3 separate regions of the Sus scrofa genome follow, and regions 1 and 2 are each linked to region 3. The links are chromatin contacts, called in public promoter capture Hi-C maps. All regions are on one chromosome and are shown on one strand. The core of a region is the stretch at or near the end of the contact, and the rest is flanking DNA. Distances in the headings are between cores, read along the strand shown.

Region 1 (2,790 bases), core at 210-2,709, 170 kb before region 3:
TTAGCCAACCCTCCTTCTGAGCCCGAGGCCCCTTGCATCCTCTGTGTTCTGCTGCTCTCAGCTCTTGCAAACGTCTCTCTCCTTCTTTATCTTGCTGGGCCCAGCAGAGACTCAGCAGCTGTTCACTAGGACTGAAATATACCCTTCGAGGCTGCAAAAACACACACACTGGAGTTCTTGTTGTGGTGCAGTGGTTAATGAATCCAACAAGGAACCATGAGGTTTCGGGTTCGATCCCTGCCCTTGCTCAGTGGGTTAAGGATCTGGCGCTGCCGTAAGCTGTGGTGTAGGTCACAGACGCGGCTTGGATCCCCCGTTGCTGTGGCTGTGGCGAAGGCCAGCAGCAACAGCTCTGATTTGACCCCTAGCCTGGGAACCTCCATATGTTGTGGGAGCAGCCCTAGAAAAGGTAAAAAGACAAAAAAAAACAAAAACAAAAAAAACCCCAAACAAAACACACACACACACACACACGCGCGCGCGCGCGCACACACACATGCGCGCACACACACATGCGCGCACACACGCACACACCGTTTGACCCAGAAATTCAACTTCAGGAATCTAGTGCAAGGAAGTATTTTTCTGTCTAATGATTGAAGAGCAATTAAGCAAATAATTACACAGATAAGTGTAGTAGTCTTCTACTACTTTTAGAGTGACAAAAAATGAAATCGAGCTTTTTGCACAATATCCGTATCATCTCACTTAATCCTCACAACCAGCTCAGAAAAGATTCTTTCCTCCATTTTACAGATGAGGAAACGAAAACTCAAAAATTGAAGTGATTTGCCTAAAGTTATATAACAAGCAAGAGGAGGAGCTGGGATTTAAACCTCAGTTTGACTGTCGAGGGACAAGGAAAAGACTTATCTATTTCTTCTTTGTTCACTGGAAGTGGTTGGTCTCTTTCCTAAGCAGATTTTTAGCTCAAGGAAGAATTTTTCAGGAGAATTGTCCAGAGGGTAGAGCATCCTGGAAAGGTAATGAGTCCCCAGTGAGTAGAGGGCTTGGAGTGTCCCGCAGAGGGATTCAGGCGACCTGACGCTCTACCTCCCTCCTCAGACTCAAAAGGCAAGGCTGCTCCTTTCCTGTGAGACCCAGAACTACTCGGCGCGGGCGGACTTCCTTTCCCGGTTCTGCTGTGAGGACCGGGGGAATGCAGGGGGCGGGGGGGTTCCTTCATCTTCATCCTCGTCCTTCCTCCACGATGGGGTACATCACTGACGACTGGGCACGTGGGGACCAGCTTTTATTTACTCAGAGCCTCTCGGGGGTCAGGTCCTGATTTGGACCCTCCAAATCGTGCCACCAATGTGAGAGCCGGGTCCTGCAAACCCCCCGTAGAGGTCGGGGAACCTGAGTCCTGGAGAGGGAGGCGGCGCGTGCTGGAGCGCAAGGTCGCGGCCCTCACGCCCCTGGGCGGGGCTCTGGCCCCGACTCCGCCCCGCTGGGCCGGCCGAGGGGAGGGTGCAGGGCCCGGCGGCGGCGAGCGGGCCACTCGATCAGGTCCCGCGAGCTGCGCGGACCATGGAACCTGTGTCGCTGCAGGACTACGTGCGCGCCCTGGACCCCGCCTCCCTGCCGCGAGTACTGCGGGTCTGCTCGGGTGTCTACTTCCAGGGTGAGTGAAGGGCCGAGACCCCTCCGACCTCCCGACCCCGCTGCGGATCAGGTTCTCTCTTCCAGAGCGTTAGAAACCCGGGACGCTGTGCCCGGGGTTCGAATCCCGAAGCTGCCGCTGCCCAAGCTGTGTGCTCTGGGGCTACCCTGCAACTTCTTGGGGACACGGTTTTTTGCTTCTGAAGGGGGTTGGCCGACCCCGGTGATGGGACTTCAGTGAGCACAGATACTCAGGGGGGTGGAACCGAACCAAGCTGGGGTGGAACGGCGGTGCGCAGTGCTTGAGGTCGGACTCTGTGGGGTCGCAGCCCTAGGATGTTGGCGACGCCGAGCTTGATTCTGAAGCGACAGGTCAGCTCTCCCCTACATGTGACCTCCCATTCCTTCCCCTTCGACACCTGTCTACGCGGCCTTCCTTCAATCCCTCCATCCCGTCTTTGCTCTCTGCTTGGCTGCTTGGCAATGGATAGTATTTGATCTGATCAGCTCTTCAGGTCTCAGCTTAAATGACTCCTCCTCCAGGGAGTCTTCCTGGGTCTCTCTGCTCCTTGCCTGAAAGGGATTGACAGGCCATGAAGGGACAGGTGGCTGCTCTGAGGGTGAGGGAGGAGCTGTGGTCAACTGAGTGGGGAAGTGGGGGGTGGAGGAGAGAGGGAAGCTAGAGTCTGGGTGGGCTGGTGGGAGGCTACTTCCTTAGAGGGCAAACTTCACACCAGTACCCTGCCCATCCTGTTCCCTCCACCCTCTCCCTTGTTCTGCACCGCAGATCAAGAGTGATACATGCTGGAGGGCCCCTCACGGGAGCAGGACAGGCCACCACACCATAGCATCTTGCCAGGCCCACTTGGGAATGTAATGGGTCTGGGTTCGAAAGCTCTTGTCTCTCTGGGGGCTTCCTGCAGGCATCTTTGATCTATTTGCTCTCCTTCCAACATCCCCCACCCGCTGTGTGTCACAATACTTGGTTTCCTCATTTTGCCTAATGAGAAGTGGTGGGAAGTGGCGGAAGGGGGACGGTAAGAAAAGAGCTAGATGGGGTGTGGGGGAGCTAGAGGAGGGCCGATGGTGATACCCGTGGGGCAGGTGGCCGTGACCGACACTCAGCCACTACCACTCGACACTTGGCAGCGGTTGCTCTGTGCCAGCGGTGGAGGCAAACATCCAGGG
Region 2 (2,866 bases), core at 133-2,632, 140 kb after region 3:
TACATTTTGGCATTCATTTATTTATTTGCTTTTTCAACTGAACCAGTGGTATATGGAAGCCCTGCAGCTAGGGATCAAATCCCAACCCAAACTGTGACTTCTGGCAGGCACAGCTGCAGAAACACAGGATTCTTAACCTACTGCACCACAGTGGGAAGTCCCATCTTGGTTTTTAAACAATCATTAAATAAATATAGTGCATAAAACCTTATAATTCTCTATCATCCTTTTATTCCAGATGTAACTGGATCCTAATAGTTTGTTGCAAACTACACATCTTTCCAGACTTTTGTTGCCTCTGTATATTTATGGATGGTATCTATGACATAATTCTATTTTTTTTTTTTTGTCTGTTTGCCGTTTCTAGTGTTGCTCCCCCTGCATATGGAGGTTCCCAGGCTAGGGATCTAATCAGAGCTGTAGCCACCGGCCTACGCCACAGCAACACAGGATCCGAGCCACATCTGCGACCTACACCACAGCTCACAGCAAGGCCGGATCCTTAATCCACTGAGCAAGGCCAGAGATCCAACCCGCAACCTCATGGTTCCTAGTCGGATTCGTTAACCACTGCGCCACAACGGGAACTTCATATGACATAATTCTAAGTGCATCACTGGGCAACTTGTTTTTTTGTTTGTTTTAACCTAACATTAAATGCAGCATACATTTTCATTTCACCTAGAGCATCTACAATAGAGCACGTAGAGCTACCTCCTGCTTCTTTACTGCATGATATTCCACTGTGGAGACAAGAACAACGGGAAGTGCATTCCTGCTGGAGGGTCTTTTGGGAATCTGGTTTATTATTTGAACCAGTCCTCTTTGGTGAGCACTTTGATCCCTTCCAGTTTTACACTTTTACAATAGAATAATGAACAGGAGTAATACCAGTTTAGAGTAGAAAGCCTGAAAAACATTAGAAAACATAAAGGGGGGGAAATATTTCGAGTTACGTCTTTTGTACCTTTACACTTTCCTGTATTTTCAAAATATTCTGATATAACATATGTCATTTATAATTTGAAAAGGAAAAACATGCACTAAAACCAAAAGTTCATTAAAAGAAAATGAAAGAGAAAAAAAAAAAGAAACGAAAGCGAAGGGGATAGTCCCTGCCACCTCCCAGGGGAGGGGGCCGGCGGCGGGAGGGGCGGGCCGACACAGTCTGCACCAATCAGAGCCCGGTTGATAAGCAGAGCGAGGAGAATTTGGAGACACTCCCCGCCGAGCAAACTGTCTTGCGGTTTAGTTTCCCTAACCAGCCTGGAAACCTGCCTGGGCCTAGCCCGCATGCCGCTGCGGACTGCTATTGGCTGCCAGGCAACCCCGCCCATCTTCCTGTTCATTGGACGCCCGCGGTTTTCGTAAGAGGAGCCTGTTGCTGACCGAAAACAAGTAAGCGCAGCAGCTTTTGTTCAGGAGATTTTTGGACTGCAAACGTCCTGGGCACCCTTGGGTCAAAAAAGCAACATCACTTGGGTTCCCTTCCTGGCTCAGCATAAACGAATCTGACTAGCATCCATGAGCACGCAGGTTCTCTCCCCGGCCTCGCTCAGTGGGTTAAGGATCCGGCGTTGCCCTGAGCTGTGGTGTAGGCCAGTAGCTACAGCTCTGATTCGACCCCTAGCCTGGGAACCTCCGCAAGCCACCGATGCGGCCCTAAAAAGACAAAAAGACAAAAAAAAAAAAAAAAGCTATATCATTAACCATCGTTTATTTAGTCCCGGCTTAAGGCCGGGTTTCTAGCGCCAAACTTTTAATTTCAATGGTTATAATCACCTTTCTTGAACACAAAACTATCTGCCAGTCACTGTACTTTAAAATAAGAACAATAGTAACAATTTAAATGATACTTACAGTTTGTTGGTCTCTTAATCTTTATTCAAGCCTTGTTAAGGAATTTGTATGCCTTAGCTCTCATCCTTACAATAGCCCCTGTGAAGGTAAACGTTATCGCCCCATTTTACTCAGCAGGAACCAGGTTCAGAGAGGCGAAGTGACTTGCCTGGATTCGCACAGCTAAGGGTTAGAACTGGACCCTTCAACATTAATTCTGCTTCCAAGCACAATTTTTTCGAGGAGTGGGGGGTATACAAAAGACTTTTGAGGACAGGAAGAAGTGGATCAGGATGGTGGCAAGGCCCTGGGGCATTGCTTCAGTGACAGGCCTCAGGGTGATTGAGAATGGAATATATGGAGCCTCTAGGCGTGGAGGAGAAGGAGGAAGAGGGAAATCAGGACATCGGAGCCAATTCAGCAAAGAATTCTTCCTGGAAATGTGAGGCTCCTGGGGCCGTGTGTTGTGGTGCAAGTGGCCCTCGACTGGGGACCTGGACCCCAAGGTTCCAGGTATTGCCCTGTGACCAGCTTCCTGAGGGACCTTGAGCAAATGCCTTCTCTCTGGACCCCAGGCTTCCGTCTGTACGGTGAGAGAGTAAGCCGAAACAACGGGAAGTGCATTCTGGCTGGGGGGGCGGGGGAGTGTCCTTTGGGAATCTGGTTCCTGCTGGCATCAGGGAAACTCCTCAACAACCACACAATCTTTACTTAGCTGTTGCCTGGCCTCTTTTCAAGAACGGACAATCCTGTGAACCACCTTTTCCCCTCCCCGTCTGTTCTGAGCTATAGCAGAGTCGTGCCTGCAGGGGGCGCTGAGGGTTCATAGCTGACAAAACCTAACTGGAATTCTTAGCCAATTATCCGAAAGCACCCAGCTCATGGGTTTTGGTATATTGTTTATTAAGAGCGTTGAGCTTTTTTTTTGAAACCTGAAGATTTCTGTCCTCAGGATACAATCGACGAACCTGAATTATGAGTATTGCCCAACATCCGTTCTCTCCACAGTGGTCCTGGAGGGTTAGCA
Region 3 (2,916 bases), core at 338-2,837:
AATAAAATTTCTAAAAATTAAAAAATTGTAATCAAATGCTAGACATACACTATAAATATTGGAAAGGCGAAATAAAAATTGTACACCACTGTGTCTCAAAATATACCACAGGTAACAAAATTTGGGAAACAAGTGACTAACCATTATTAAAAGCCTACAGAGAAATTTAAGAAATCTTTGACAAACCTAAGTCTCAAAATGAGAAAAAGATGGTTTTAAGACTACGCTGGAAAATGTAAAGAAAAAATAATAGTCAGAAGAATATGCTAGGTAATAAAGTAATGTAATGTCTGGTTTATAAAGAAACAGGAAGAAAAACAGGAAACTTGTCAATACAGTAAAAATAAAGAAACAATGTATAAAGAGGCTGGATAAAGACACACATACACAATAAATTCAACTAAAGAATATGAAGTTTGAAATTACTATGCCGAACTCGTTGGCAGAAAAATTTTCAGTAACAGCACAGTGAAATTTCTGAAAATGAACTTACAAATCTGGGGCTAACAATCTCCCAAAAATCTGTCCTGTCACAGCAACTATTCTATTAAGTAAAGCCCATGCAGAAAACAGAGCTGATCGCCCCAGAACATACGCATTTTGGCCTCAGCTGTGCATATCCATTCTCATGGGATAGAGAACACGAAAATGACAGGACGTCCTCAGGACCTGTCAATTTAACAGGAGTACACAAATCCAATTGCCAGCAGTTCTGTGTGCCTGCCACCTGTTAGCCTGCGGTAGCGAAAGCCCCCGAAAGTGTGCTCCAAGGAAGAACTGGGAACGCCTTTGTTGCTCCCTAACTACTGAAGCTACAGTAGTCTGCCTCAGCACTTTAAAGAAAACTTACACCAGGTCGGGTAAAATTGCCTAGATCGGGGCTTGGGCAAAGGAAGAAAAGGCGGGAGAACACCAGGTGAAGCGCAAATGTCACCTAACCGTCCCGGGAGGGGGAAAGTTGGGGGACCAGGAGCTAGGACCCTAGAGAGAGACTTGCTGTTTCGCACTGGAGCAGGGTGTGCACAACGAGGAGATGGGCCGTCCTGCTGGGTTGAAAGAACAGCGAGATCCCGGGATTAGAGGCTGGGGAAGAGAGGTGCTAAAGTGAGAGCAGGGTCAAAACCTAGAGGCAGTAGCTCAGGGACCAGCTGAGGCGAAAGGCAAGAAACAAGGGCTTTTAAAGGGTGGATGAGGCGCAGGGAAAACAACCAGACGAGAGGTAAAGCGGCAACGAAACAATCTCAGCTGAGGTGAAAGAGGCGAGGCCAGCGTGGGGGAAAGAAACGAAATGAGCTCAGGAAGCACTGCAGGGACAAGGGACAGGCAAAGAGAACCCCCACCCACAGAGACCGGGACACTACTCTTGACCCGTCCCTCTACAGGCTGTACTCGACCGGCCGCACTCAGACCCTGTCGGTAGCGAAGACTCACCCAAAGGCTGCAGAGGCCCCACAGCAGGACATGGGGACTGGTCCAGACTCACAGGAGAACCAAGCGGCTGGAGGAAACGGCGGCGTTAGTGTGACCCGGAGGCGCATCCCTAGGAACCGGAAGTCGGCGGCTAGGGTCGTCTCACAAGCCACACCTCGTTCCACCCAAATCCTTTGGGCGCATGTGTCAGGCCTCACGGGGCGGGGCGGAGAAGAGCCTTGACCCCGCCCAGTCGACCGTCTTGGTAGCCCCGCTTCTGGTTCCGCCCGCGCCTCGGAGGTGTTTGGTGCGGGTAGGCTGGTATTTAGAACGCCCAGGCCCTGGTGCCGCTGGGCTACAAGCCGCCCCGATTGAAAAATACACAGCACTCATTTTTCAAGTTCTTTTGAAATGCGTGTAATCCCTGTCTCTCTAAAACGAAAGTGAAATGTTGGATGTATTTGGGAGGAAGAATGGCTGGGAAGTTCTGAAAGGCACTGGGAGGGGAGGTTTGCCCAAGGTGATTTTTTATTCCCAGTAGTAGTTTATTCTTAATAGTGTGTTGAGCTTACAATTAATTTCTCTTTCGGACACAGTATTTTAGTTAATAATTTTATCAGAAACAAGATTTTTAAATGCTTCATTAAGTTACTACCCCAGTATGGACAAGGAGCAGAGTTGAATTCAGGTTTTCTAAGGACTTGAAGTTTATTCAGTTGGAGGGCTCTCTTTAAGGAAATCCACAATTACAAGTACAATATTAGGTATAAAAATGAATCTTTACTGTGAGAAAAGAAATCACAAATTACAAGTTTTTTAAATTTCACAAATACAAAATCCAGAAAAACTAAACACTTTTAGTTGTTACACCTCCTAGGTACTTCTTTTCTTATGTTTTTTGATTTATGTCTTTTATCTTCTTAGATCACTTCTCTTTGTGACAATTTACTAAGTAATTTCATTTACTGAGATCCTTGACTCCTCTCTCTCCCTCACACCCTACATCTAATTCATCAGAAATTCTGCAGGATCTGCCTTCAAAATCTGTCCAGATTGCAACCATTTACTGCCTCTGTTGGTACAAGCCACAGTCAGTGTATGACCATTTACTCTTTTTATACCCTTGCCCTTCCAGGACAGCACCAGTCGGCTCCTGTTAAAACCTTAATCAGGGTGTTTCCGTTGTGGCTCAGTGGTTAACCAATACAACTAGGAACCATGACGTTGCGGGTTCAATCCCTGGCCTCACTCAGTGGGTTAAGGATCTGGCATTGCTGTGAGCTGTAGTGTAGGTCGTAGATGTGGCTTGGATCTCGAGTTGCTGTGGCTGTGGTATAGGCTGGTGGCTACAGTTCTGATTAGACCCCTAGCCTGGGACCCTCTATATGCCGCAGGTGTGGCCCTAGAAAAAGGCAAAAAGACAAAAAAACAAAACAAAACAAGACCCCTTAATCAGATCAGCTCCCTCCTGTAATGAATTCCTATTTCATTGGGAAGACCAAAATC

Evidence for each region. Promoter capture Hi-C pulls out the DNA fragments that hold promoters and counts their contacts.
Region 1: a contact with region 3 is called in a promoter capture Hi-C map of fetal liver, with 2.3 times the contacts expected there. The contact joins the promoter of THEMIS2 here to the promoter of EYA3 in region 3. A contact is called at or near these places in 1 of 5 promoter capture datasets (fetal liver) and 1 of 2 datasets of contacts at active chromatin or transcription factors (alveolar macrophages).
Region 2: a contact with region 3 is called in a promoter capture Hi-C map of fetal liver, with 2.5 times the contacts expected there. The contact joins the promoter of SESN2 here to the promoter of EYA3 in region 3. A contact is called at or near these places in 1 of 5 promoter capture datasets (fetal liver) and 1 of 2 datasets of contacts at active chromatin or transcription factors (alveolar macrophages).

Annotation. Positions count from the first base shown.
Region 1 is chr6:85,009,420-85,012,209 of Sscrofa11.1, forward strand. THEMIS2 (protein THEMIS2) reads left to right here and starts at 1,460. Exons shown (of 5, transcript XR_002344949.1): 1 at 1,460-1,624.
Region 2 is chr6:85,320,600-85,323,465 of Sscrofa11.1, forward strand. SESN2 (sestrin-2) reads left to right here and starts at 1,383. Exons shown (of 12, transcript XM_021095666.1): 1 at 1,383-1,398.
Region 3 is chr6:85,184,269-85,187,184 of Sscrofa11.1, forward strand. It overlaps EYA3 (eyes absent homolog 3), which reads right to left and starts at 1,588. Exons shown (of 18, transcript XM_021095661.1): 1 at 1,432-1,588.